Linked DNA regions of Mus musculus: all the other regions are linked to region 1. The links are chromatin contacts, called in public promoter capture Hi-C maps. All regions are on one chromosome and are shown on one strand. Each heading gives the region's core, a stretch centred on a gene start, on an enhancer-like site or on the middle of the called end of the contact. The rest is flanking DNA. Distances are from core to core; before and after follow the strand shown.

Region 1 (2,868 bases), core at 179-2,678:
AAGCTTTGCAAGCTTCATGGAGTATGGCAAATCTGGCGAATTATATGGACCATGTTGGCCAGCTGCAAATTGGGTCGAAAACTGCGACTTGGAAAAGTCCTTCGGCATTGCGGGCAGCTGAAGACCTGTGGTGTGGGCCGAGGTAGAGAAGGAACCTGGGCATGTGGAGGAGGAACCTGGGCATGTGGAGAAGGAACCCGGGCGTCTGGATAGAGCTGCCGACGCACAGGCGGATGTGGGGGACCACGGTGGAAGATTGGAGGGTGGCGGTGGCGATGGCGGTAGCGACCAAACCGATGGTACTGGTGGCCATTGTGGGGGGGTTCATCTCTCTCTTCTGGAAAAACCCTAATTCTCAGGTCATGAACCAATCCTTGTAAACTGTTCCTGTCTTCTTCCTCGTCATCCCACTCAGAGTTTGCATTGCCCTGATGCTGTCTATGGCTATGACCGACCCACTGTCCTGCATGTGCTCTGTGCTGCTCCTGCTCGGTGTACCTAGGAAACAAAACCTCCCGGATGACGCGCTCCTGCACAGCAGGCTGTTCCCGGTCCTGCTCATCTTCCTTGCCCCACAGCTGGGTCACACACCCTCGGCAGAAGTTGTGCCCACAGCCAATGGACACGGGGTCCTTAAAATAATCCAGACAGATGGCACACACTGCTTCTTCCCGAAGTGACTGCATAGGGCTGGGAGGCCGTGTAGAGGTGGCCATCTTAAGAGCACAAAAGGTCCTCAGAAACTGAGAGGCCCTCGCTGCCCTGCCAAGAAGCACAAAGCACGAAACCACAAGTGGAAGGTCTAGCCTCTACCACCCAAGAGCACAAAGGTGAGAGGACTCCCTTCCCTGCCAAGGGGACCAAAGGCCCCAAATCTCCCTGCCCAGGCAAGGACGCAAAGGCGGTAGGCCTCGCAGCCAAGCCAAGGGGCGCTGAGGACTAAGACCTCCTTGCTGCCCTGTCGTTGGGCGCAAACGCAGTAGGCCTCACTGCCTAGCCAACGGGCGCTGAGGACTAAGGCCTCTTCGCTGCCCTGCTGAGGGGGCCGTAGGCCTTGCTGCCAAGCCGATGGGCGCTAAGGACTCAAGGCCTCCCTACCCAAGCAAGGGGGGTCCCAAATGCGGTAGGCCGCACTGCCCACCCGACGGGCGCTGAGGGCTAAGGCCTCTTCGCTGCCCGGCTAACGGGTGACAGGAGCGACTCCAACAGGTTTTGTAGACGACTACAACCTGCTGCCACCGCCCTGGCCTGGGCTTCCCTGGCTTCCCTGAGGAAGACCAACTCACGGCACGGCAGCCGTCGCTCCGAAGCCAGAAGGCGCTGGCACAGAAGCACGCAGCTGACTGGAGCCTCGGGGAAGCCCCGCACAAGGCAGCAGCCAGCAGCCTCGGCCCACCTCTGCCTCACATGCCCGGCAGCTCCGCTATAAAAGGCACCTGGAAGTGACGTCAAGGCGCTCTAACATAGGTTCTTCCTGCCACCCCGCCCCCATTGCCTGGGGGCGGGGGCGAAGGGGGGGAGTGACGCTCTGGCCCCTTGGAGGACCTCCGTCTTAATGGTATTCATGCGAGGGGCCTAGGGAAAGCTAGAGTGGTGGAGAGCGTGCCAGGTCAGAGGTGAAAGGTCAGGAATTCCAGACACACTCAGCCGCAGAGTAACTTTGAAACTCTTCTCGGCCACAAAACGCATCTCTAAATCAATAGATAGCCAGATGAACACAAAAATTAAGTAAAAAACAGACGGGTGGGCCCAGAGTCCTAAAAAAATAAGTCCTAAAAACGCGTGTTTCGAAAGCTCGATGGTGGTCTTCATCCTCATTATCATTATCAACGCAGTCATCGTCATCGTCAACTGCTTCTCCTCACAGCTAAATACCATTTCCCGGCAAAATTTCATATTAGTACTCCACTCTAAGAAGTGTCTGTTATCTTCTCCCAAATAAAAATGGTTGTTACAACACTGATAAATATAATTAAGTCGTGCTGGAAAGAATGTTCCAGACTGGGAATATGCAGCTGCAGTGAGGAGATATTTTGGCACTACCTGCATCATAAAAAGTTAAAATGATTAATAAGTGTGGAACTGGTCTGCCGAGAAAATTGCAAATTCCTACATGACTTTTAAGAGGCATATTGAGTGCATGACAATAGAAATAGATTACCGGTCACAAAGAAGTTACTTTTAACACTTTCAGAAATGTAATCTGTTTGTGGGTTTTGGTTTCTTGGGGGGGGGGGGGGGACGGACACGTTGTTTTGTTTTTATCAATTTTGCAAAACACTCAGCATTGTTATTTCCATACTGAAGTCAACATTTTCAAATAATCACATTTTATTAATATGAAAACCTAGATATTCGAAAGGATGTAAATTGTTTATAGTTTACAAATGAAGTACACTCTTGTTTCTTCCTAATATCTTATTTATATAACTATCCAGGTTTTTAATTAAATCACAGCAAGTATTACCCCAAGAAAGATAACAGCCACACTAACTTATAGGCTAAATAACAGAGGCTAAAGAAAGGTAAATAACAATAAAAAATATTTTTAAAATAATAAAAGCAACCATAAAGAAAATACAAGATTCTAAAACACCCACTGACAGCCTGAGCTATCCATAACAAAAGAGTTGAACTTCTACAAGAAATAGATACATAATTACAGCACAGCTTGGCCCTTCCTGAGTAGAAAACTGAGGTTTACCTACTATAGAGGCTGAATCTGAGAAAAGTATAGAAAACACAGGACACACAGAATTCTCTTACCAGATGCACATTGAAACATGAGAACTCTCCATCCTTTTTTTTTCCCCCCCTAACTCTAATGACAGTGACAGACCCTCCTGGAAGGAAATGGATTTAATTTTA
Region 2 (2,868 bases), core at 110-2,609, 680 kb after region 1:
GCAGTCAGTATTCTTAACCACTAAGCAGTCTCTCCAGCTCTCAGTTCTACTTTCATGGGCATGCATGGGTTGGAGAAGAAGAAAGGAAGGAAGGAAGAAAGGAGGAAGGAATGGAGGGAGGGAGGGAGGGAGGGAGGGAGGGAGGGAGGGAGGGAAGGAGGGAGGGAGGGAGGGGAAGAGAGGGAGAGAGGAAGGGAGGAAGGAAAATGTATCCATTCGCCTGTAAACTCTTCGAGCACCCAGTTACAATTTATGGACTGACTCCTGATACACAGTTGCCAGATCATGTTAGATGATTGTATTCTCGAAGCCCTGCCTACTGGCAGGATACATCACCTCGATCTCAGAGGATTGTCAGTTAAATGAACACTCCAGGATTCACATTTGTCTTAGAGGTTCTTTGATTCCTATTGTCATTAGTGAACTGACCCACCATGGGAATTCGGGAAACGACTTTAGATTATGTAAAGAAAATATTATTATGAAGTTCATTTTGACATGCTATGCTGGCAGATTATATTTCTTGATACGTGCCTTGTATAAATCACAAGGTTACCAATATTCAACTAATGCCTGCCTCAGCTTCCCTTGCGAATTTGGATGAAGGAGTCTGGGGTTTTCAGAGTTCCTACGATCCAAGGAGACGGTGAATTATGAACACCCCATCCATTCCTATTCACTTCTTGGCTGTCACTTTCATAATTATTTTTGGTTTCATGGTCTTCAATGTCTAGGATAATTGTTGGATAATTTCCCCTCCCATCCTGGTGCATTCAAAGTTCAAACTGAGTGCACGCCATTCCCTCCTCCTTTAAGGAATAACAAGAATGTTCATGTCTTGTTTTAACAAGTGGATGATCTGCCCCAACTTCAGAGTCAGATCTTCACATTATAAAAAGGAGGCCTTTATGTTTAACTTTCTGCCCTGTGAGAAAAGCGGGATATGTCAAGCCTCTACTTAAGTTTGTTCTTTTATCCTTATGAGTCCCTCTCATGAGCTAATTTCTTTCATAGACTATATAAGCCCCTTAAAGAGCCGTACTGTTCCCTGACAAGCACACCGGCACGCAGTTAATCATTAATTTTGCATAGTCCGGTGCACATGCCGTCTGCTGAGCTGTGTGGCGATCGAGACACTTCCTCCTGTTGGAATCAGTGCTTCTGTGTGGAAGTCAGTACTAGATTTTCAGTCCTGCTGCTATCAGCAGTGCAGACAGAGGCTTACAACCTACCTTTAACACGCCCAAGTTTCAGCGTTCACAAGGCTCGAGCCTTCAGCAGTACAGCAGCATTCTTATGCTAAGACAACAGCCGCACCAGCAGACTCAGCAACTCACCCAGGCTGAGCACGTGTGCATCCCGGAAACAGGTGCGTCTCCTGCTGGCTGCGTTGTGTGATTCCAAAAGAAAACAGTCCTCGAGTCTCCATCCGATCACACTTTATATGCAACGTGTTTTAGAAGTATGTGGAGGAATTCAGAAACACGGTCAAGTGAAATCCGACGAATTTCAAAAAGGCAATAAATACTGAACTTAAAATGTGAAAGAGATTGCTTTTATTTTACAGCTGGCTAAGTATGGAAGTATACAACCCCAAGAACCCACCCATCCCTGTAATAAATGGCCGCAAATTATATTACAGCATCTTTTGTTGGTCTTGGGTACCGGCTCTGCACTACCAGAGGAAAAACTTCGATTCCTCTCTGTGTGGGTGGAGTAGAGGCAGATTTGAATGCGATCCTGTTCAAATAAGCTCCTCCAGCCTAGCTCTAGGGTGGTACATGAAGTCTGGAAAGAGTGAGCCTTAAGCCCCCAGTGCAGAAGCAACACCTTCTGTGACCACACTGCCAGGAAGCCTCCACAGGGAGTGCCCAATAAATGTCAATGTTGTGTGGCTGTTTCAACTTCAACTTGCACGCGTTTGCTTGAAAATTAACACTGCAGTCATACAGAAGAGGGAAAGGGACGTGTGTTGTTTCCAGACATAATTGAGATTGAACTCCGACCAATTCAGAAACAAGCGTTACTTTCCGCAGCTCCGGAGAAGCAGGCTTCCCTCTGCCAGAAGGGAAGTATTGCAATCGTCGTGAGCACAAAGCGCCCTGTATGCACTCTGCAGAGAGAAGCGGCCAGGCCTTCCTGCGGGCCATTCATCTTTGTGTCCTTATGCAGGAGAGGTGTGGAGAGAACGTTACTCCCACTAAGCCATGAGCAGTGTCTCTGGGGCTTACTGGGGCTTTGACCCCGGCTGTGCTTGAAGCATTGGTGACACAGGAAGTGGTCCAAAGATCGCTTCCAACCTGCAATGTGGTCCCTGGTTGCTGCTGGCCTGTTCCCTTAGAGTGTTGACCTGCCTTTACGGGACCTTCCCGGCCCCAGGATTCACAGTGTGGTCAGCGGTCCACTGAGGACATTAGAAAGAACCTCCAGAGATGCTATTCAGACCCCATCCAGAACCTATGACATGAGAACGCGTTCCATTGAGGCCTGCCACAGTTGGAAGAAACAGCCTACATCTGAGGACCAAGCACACTTAAGTTATGTAAAGGTTGAATCAAATTCCTTTGCTCTTTCTTTTTTCCATCATACACAGTTCACATTTCATCTCTTGCAGCTGAACTGAGATCTGAGCGTAACTGTCTTGTGGAATCGCTGGCTCCTGGAATTTTGGCTTTATGTCTCTGGGCAAAAGCCAGGTCTTTGACACGGGGCTAAGTAAGAAATAACCAACTGTGATGTCTTCATTGTCAATTTGAGTATAGCAAGGCGGCTCGTGTATTAACAGTGAGGATGTTTCAAGAAGTGTTTACCCGAGGAAGGAAGATGCAGTCCTAAATCCCAAATGTGAGTTGGGTGACCAGACTGAGT
Region 3 (2,868 bases), core at 183-2,682, 630 kb after region 1:
CCTGCACCAGCATTCATAATGCTGTGACGTCTTTACTGATCAAGACCCTCCGTTGTGGAGAGCTCACATCAACTCCCCAAGGCTGTAAATGACAATCAAATTTCACAAGCACATTTGCCTTCTTCTGTTTTATGTTTTGCCTTTTGGTTCTCTGGCTGGACTGTTTTTGGCTATCACCCCTACCTACTGGTAAGGTCGGACAAAGAGAAGGAACCCCTTCACCATGTCCGAATTCGGTGTTGTCCACAAGTGTATCTGTGAGGGTAGTAGGTTGAGTGCATATTTGGGGGAGGGTAGTGCACGATTAAATAAATCATCAGAAAAATCTAAAAAAAAAAAAAAAAAAAAAAAGGAGCTGCCTGGTTTCCATGAAGCCTTCATTTCTTTTAAATTTAACAAAGATGTTTCTGTGAGGTATGTTTGTTTACATTCCGGAATTTAAGCAGTTCCCTGGGGTTAAGTACCTTTAAAGCTCCCAGGATGAGATTAGGACAAGGAATCCGAAGGGGAAGAGGCTAGTCTGGGAAAGTCCTTGATGAGAATCTGCAGCTTCTCCCTGCTCTTCATTCGGACCCAGCTTCTCTTCATAGCCACACTGGCGTCTATGTGCCTGCCTTAGGAACACGCACCCAGATACTTTCATACGGGTCTCCACCAGTTCTTTCCTCCTGCTCAGGGTCGGCCTGTATTCCACTGCCTTTGAATTTACTGGAGTCTAGTTGTTCCCTAGGAGAGCAAAACCCCAAGCATGCACAACCATCGAAGTACCTGTGTAAAACAAGAACCCTTGCTCCCTAAAGCGCACGTGCACGGAACGCAAGCTTGGCATTTGGGTCACTCCTGTTTCGTTCTTCCCTTTCTGCCACCCTCATATTGTCTCCTCTTTATGCCATGTTTTCTCGTTTATTGACTTTTTTTTTCATAAAAAAATATTTCAAGTGACAAGTAAGTAGCCCCTTCTCAAATACAACCTGCAACAACATGCCTGGATTACATTAGAGAATGCCTGAGGGTATCCCTAAAACCAGTGTGTGAACAGTCGACCTGACAGCAGCTAGGACCCCGGTGAGAGAGCTCCAGTTACCTAACTCCCCCAAGCTAATCAATGTAATCCCCATGACAGCACATTGTCAGACTCCAGGAACCTGCAGCCACCCTGGCAGGAGGGGGTGACCAGAGAGAGTCACCAGACTGCCCAACCCTTTGCTGTCAGCCCTTGACAAGATATGCCCTCGCCTCTGGCTCTGCTTTCAAACACTGAGAACCAGGAGGTCTTACAGAGGCAGACAGCTTAGATTTCGTAGAGCAAGTAAGTAAGCTTAACATGGAGGCAAAACCAGAGCGAAACCACAGAAAGAGATCAACAGCCAGTGTCCAAACCCCAGGAGGGGAAGGCAGCAGCAAAAGGAAACCAGATAGATCTGCACAGAGATTGGGGGAAACATCGGAACCAGCCGCACCAAAATGAAAACGTTTCCATATGAGCCCTCTGACTAGACTCTCCCCACTCGCCGACAATGTGAAGAGCATATACAGGAACAGTAGAGGAATTATTAAAATCCATTAACGGAGAAAAGCTGGCTGGACTGTGAGGACACCGTGTGTCTGAAGATTCTTCGAGCAGTCATGGTGTCAACCAACGGAAAATCTACATTTATTTGAAAAGCTAAGAACACCACTTGTCCCTATTGAAATGGCAGGCTTTGTGACCCTCGTTAGATACAGGTTATGTACATTGAAGAGCAGGAGAAATATGAAAACGTCCATTGACCCAGTCCCCATGCATGTATCAGTCTAGGATTTGTCTTGGCAGCCATGACTCCCAGAATGGGTTTATTCCCTATCAGGAACTGTGGGCCAAACCTAGAACTTAGAGGACCTGCTTTCTTGGTCTTGTTGGAAGTGTGTGCTTCAGTTTGATATCTCACTTTGAAATTACACATTAATGTCAAAAGTTATTATCACAAGTGGGTTTAGACAATTAAGAAAAATCTCTTAAAGATAAAAAGTAACCTTTTCTATAGCAATATTAACCCATTTCTGGGTATTTACATGAAGGCCATTTATAGCATGAGAATATAGCAGAAGACTCTCAAACACACAGGGTCATTTACCCCACTCCCCAAACGAACATACTGCATGTCTCAACATCATCAACTGTGGCTTCATCAAGTTTTCTTAGTTGGGACAAGTTTCCCAATGTCTGTGACTGACATTTTTTTGAAACAACACCTTTGCTGTTGGAATCTTGTTTGAAACTATTTAACCAAAAGAAAAGATTTGTAAAATTCCACTCTATCTAATTTCAAACAATACAGCCTAAGAAAATGGGGCTCATGTAGAAAATCACTACTGTTTGTGTTTATAGATTGCAATATGCCTTGGTTAAAGGGGGGAGCCATTAAAGAAATACAGAAGTCTTGGAGAGAAGTTTGGAATTTGAAAATACGTTCTATGGCCTCTACACAATGTGGGGAGGAGTTTTCCTGTTGATTGGATAACAACATGGAAACTAATATCTAATGGCTTAACTAGCAAGAAGGTCCTGTTGACTATCAGTAAAGGCTATGGTTAGATAACTATTTCTTATCTCTTGTTCAAAGCTCTACATCAAAGGACTATTATCGGCTGCTCAAGTGGACAGCAATGCTTTGGAAATGCCTTGGAACACTCCAGTGTGAGTAAAACCTGAGAGCTTCCTTTCTTAGGTTTGTAAAGATAGATTTGCTGAACACACAGAGAAAAAAAATGGTGCCCTTCTGGTCCCAGAAAAACTAGAGTTCAGAACAGGGAATAAGAACAGGGGAGGTCTCTGGGAAAGAAAGGAATGTAATGAGCAGAATACCACTATGTTTGCAAGTCTGAATT
Region 4 (2,868 bases), core at 148-2,647, 520 kb after region 1:
CAACGTAAACACAAAAAAACAATATCCAGGTTAGATATTTTGAATTGATGTCTCCACTAATGTTTTAAAACTATACACCAGTAATTTTAAAATCTGTATTTTCTAAAAATTATACTCTATGAGGAAAGTTCAGCCCCACCCTACGGGCCAAAAGGGTGGCTTAGCGGGTAAGAGCACAGAGCACCCAGGTTGGATTCCCAGCTCACACATGGTGGCTCACAACCATCTGCAACTCCAGTTCCAGGGATGCTGACAATCCCTTCTGACTCCTTGGGCAGAGACACATGGAGCACACACGGAACACACATACACATGGAGCACACACATTCATGCAGAAAAAAAAAACACTCATACATGTTAAATAAGTAAATCTGGTTGGTTGGTTTTTAGAAAGACTGGTTTGCTGTGTCTATCTTGATCAAGAAGCAAGATGCCTGCTTCAGATAGTGTGCTACACACCAAGTCAAATGGGACGACTTAAAGTCCTTTTACAGTCTCTGAGTATCACCCTGTAGCTTTCAACCTGACAGACCCCAAATTCTGAGCTCACAGGAAACATCCAACACAGAAGTTCCATTTTCCAGCTCATGGTAGAGTCTTTCTCAACTGAAAGTCCTCTTCTCCTTCCTAGTGCTGTGCAGTGTAATGGTTTGGTAGCTCATTGCTTCTAAGAATCTTTCACCTTTTCCCACTGGTATCCTCTTGCCTTGCCAATCATCCTGAGACAGGCACATGTGGTCCTCTCTTCTGACAAACAACATGGCTGCCCTGGCTCCCCTCTGGTACCTTCTTGTTTCATCCAAGACCAGGCTGAACGTTTTCTCCCAAGCTGAAAGCCCCGGGCCACATAAGGGCAAAGCAGCCACATCAGAGCTGCTCCTGGTACCAAGGAAAATTATTTGCCCCAAGAGGCAAACACAGCCCAGGCAGTGTCCAGGGTATCAATCCCTCTCTTCTCTGTTATAAAAGGTCCTATTGTAGAGACACAAATCATTCAGAGATGGCATAGACAATGTCTAATCAGTTAATAGCCACTGCGCAGCCGCTGGGGACTGGCCCCAAACTAGATGCCGCCTGTAACCTATTCACTGGAAGAAAGCAGGACAGAACACAACTCGCACAGATTTATATTCATTTCTCCTTTTAGCTCAGGACACCCGGGCAAGCCTGAATCCTTTGAACAACAGTAGACAAAGGCAGCCGTAATAGAGATGAGAATACTTTTTATCTCCGGGCAGCAAGGTGGCAGATAAGTCCCAGTGGGTTACTCACACTGGTCGAAGTTGCGTCCCTGCTTCTGTCATGAATCACCGCTTTATGGAGTTTACGGAATCTCTGAGATTCTCCTTCCTTGTTTGTGAAACAAAAATGACGACGATCTACATCACAAGTCCTGTAAAGCACTGCAGCCTGCGGAAGTGCCGGATACTTTATGAGGCGTGCTGATGACACTCGGCCGTATTTGCTCTCCCCACGCCCCGTGTCTAAAATTAGAAGCCCTCGTCAAAAGTCTCTTGCGTACAGTATCCTGTTTAGCCCTCGCCCAAATCCCACCCACGTACACTTGAACTCGTGAACAGCACGTCAGGCCTTTGGGTTTGCTTTCTGAAACATAATTGAGAAAATCCTCTCGGTTTCTTGAATTTAGCTCTCCTCCCTGGCAAGCGTTACAAAAAATACCTGAAGCTGTGAAAGGGTTAATTTTATTCCCGTGTTCCAGATGTCTTCAGCACCTTGACTTTGGTAATATATTAAGAACAGTAAGTCTTTCTAATGAAAGTGAAAGGTATGCATTGTGTTGAACTGGGCCACTTTCCCCTGAAGCAACGCTGCTTCTTGGGACAGCATCCCGCCATGTTCTACAGGGTGAGATATGGCTGTGCTCAGGTTTACCCTGTGCTGGCACATTTTCAAGCAACTGAAATTGGTATCCAAGCAGTTAAAACTACATCAGCAGTAATAGCTATGAGCTCATCTTGTATAAAGACATTTTTAGTTAAACACCACAATCTTGGGGTGGGGGGCGGCGAGTTAGTGTGCTTAACCAGGCTGGCTTGGAATAGCTCACAATATGACGCATACCACAGGAAATCGAGTGGTATGAGGCACCTACAAAATATTTTTCAAACAAGTCATTGACGCTGTAAGGCCCATGCCTCAGCTTTAGGAAGTCACTTATTAAGAATCAACACCAGCCGTGCCAAGCTAAGCTTCTGCTCTTGGTGATTTTCCAATTGAATATTCAGGGCCCTGTCTCAGTCTTGTTTTCGGGGAAGTACATGCCTGGAATGTTAGCAAGCTATTTGCTGGAAAAAATGCCCACAACAGACCCAATGTTGATCACATTAATGCGTTTGAGTGGGTATAGAGTACAAATGATTGAAAACGCTTCCAGATCCCCGTTACCGGGGACAAAGCAGCCTCTGTTCTCTGATCCGATGGTCATTTTTTTTCCAGCAGAGGATGTGGTGCAGGAAGAGGGAAGAGTGCCAATCTCTGTCTAATGGTTCCAAATAGGGCCTGGGCCTAGCTCTTTGGATGCCATCGATGAGTGGGAAATGAAACGCAGATGGGTCAGATGGGTAAGGAGAGGGGATTACAGGTCAGGCCAAAGAGTTGGAATAAATTAAGTGCTTATGAGGTACAGAATGGTACATTGTTTAAGTGAATGGACAGGGGAAAAACATTCTGGCATTGTTTGGACCAGTGAGGGAACGCAACCTTCCCCCTCCCAGACCCACATAGGCTCAGAGCTGCGTCCTCAGGATGCGAGTGAACAAAACCCCCGAACTGTAGCCAATGGCTGCCTAGAGGATTCTCCCCCAGCCTAAAGAAGCAATTTCGCTTTATTACACACGAGATGTAATT

Evidence for each region. Promoter capture Hi-C pulls out the DNA fragments that hold promoters and counts their contacts. Capture Hi-C pulls out chosen DNA fragments and counts their contacts.
Region 2: a contact with region 1 is called in a promoter capture Hi-C map of adipose tissue, with 5 times the contacts expected there. The contact joins the promoter of 5430440P10Rik here to the promoter of Trim52 in region 1. A contact is called at or near these places in 8 of 39 promoter capture datasets (3T3-L1-derived adipocytes, embryonic stem cells, hippocampal neurons and 3 more), 1 of 115 datasets of contacts at active chromatin or transcription factors (embryonic stem cells) and 2 of 9 other capture datasets (adipose tissue and liver).
Region 3: a contact with region 1 is called in a promoter capture Hi-C map of stem cell-derived epiblast-like cells, with 3 times the contacts expected there. The contact joins the enhancer-like site here to the promoter of Trim52 in region 1. A contact is called at or near these places in 11 of 39 promoter capture datasets (the 3T3-L1 cell line, 3T3-L1-derived adipocytes, the C10 cell line and 6 more).
Region 4: a promoter capture Hi-C map of embryonic stem cells shows a contact between it and region 1. The contact joins the promoter of 9330188P03Rik here to the promoter of Trim52 in region 1. A contact is called at or near these places in 2 of 39 promoter capture datasets (embryonic stem cells and liver).

Annotation. Positions count from the first base shown.
Region 1 is chr14:106,104,758-106,107,625 of GRCm38.p6, reverse strand. It overlaps Trim52 (tripartite motif-containing 52), which reads right to left and starts at 1,428. Exons shown (of 1, transcript NM_198601.3): 1 at 1-1,428. The coding sequence starts at 716. The coding sequence ends at 15.
Region 2 is chr14:105,426,050-105,428,917 of GRCm38.p6, reverse strand. It overlaps 5430440P10Rik (RIKEN cDNA 5430440P10 gene), which reads right to left and starts at 1,359. Exons shown (of 3, transcript NR_045859.1): 1 at 1,233-1,359.
Region 3 is chr14:105,478,770-105,481,637 of GRCm38.p6, reverse strand. No RefSeq gene overlaps it. Among named protein-coding and RNA genes, the nearest start is that of 4930449E01Rik, 19 kb to the left of the region's middle. Within about 2 kb of position 1,432, at least 23 of the 459 cell types and tissues checked have an H3K27ac peak or open chromatin away from gene starts, as enhancers often do.
Region 4 is chr14:105,588,078-105,590,945 of GRCm38.p6, reverse strand. It overlaps 9330188P03Rik (RIKEN cDNA 9330188P03 gene), which reads right to left and starts at 1,397. Exons shown (of 3, transcript NR_102319.1): 1 at 1,273-1,397.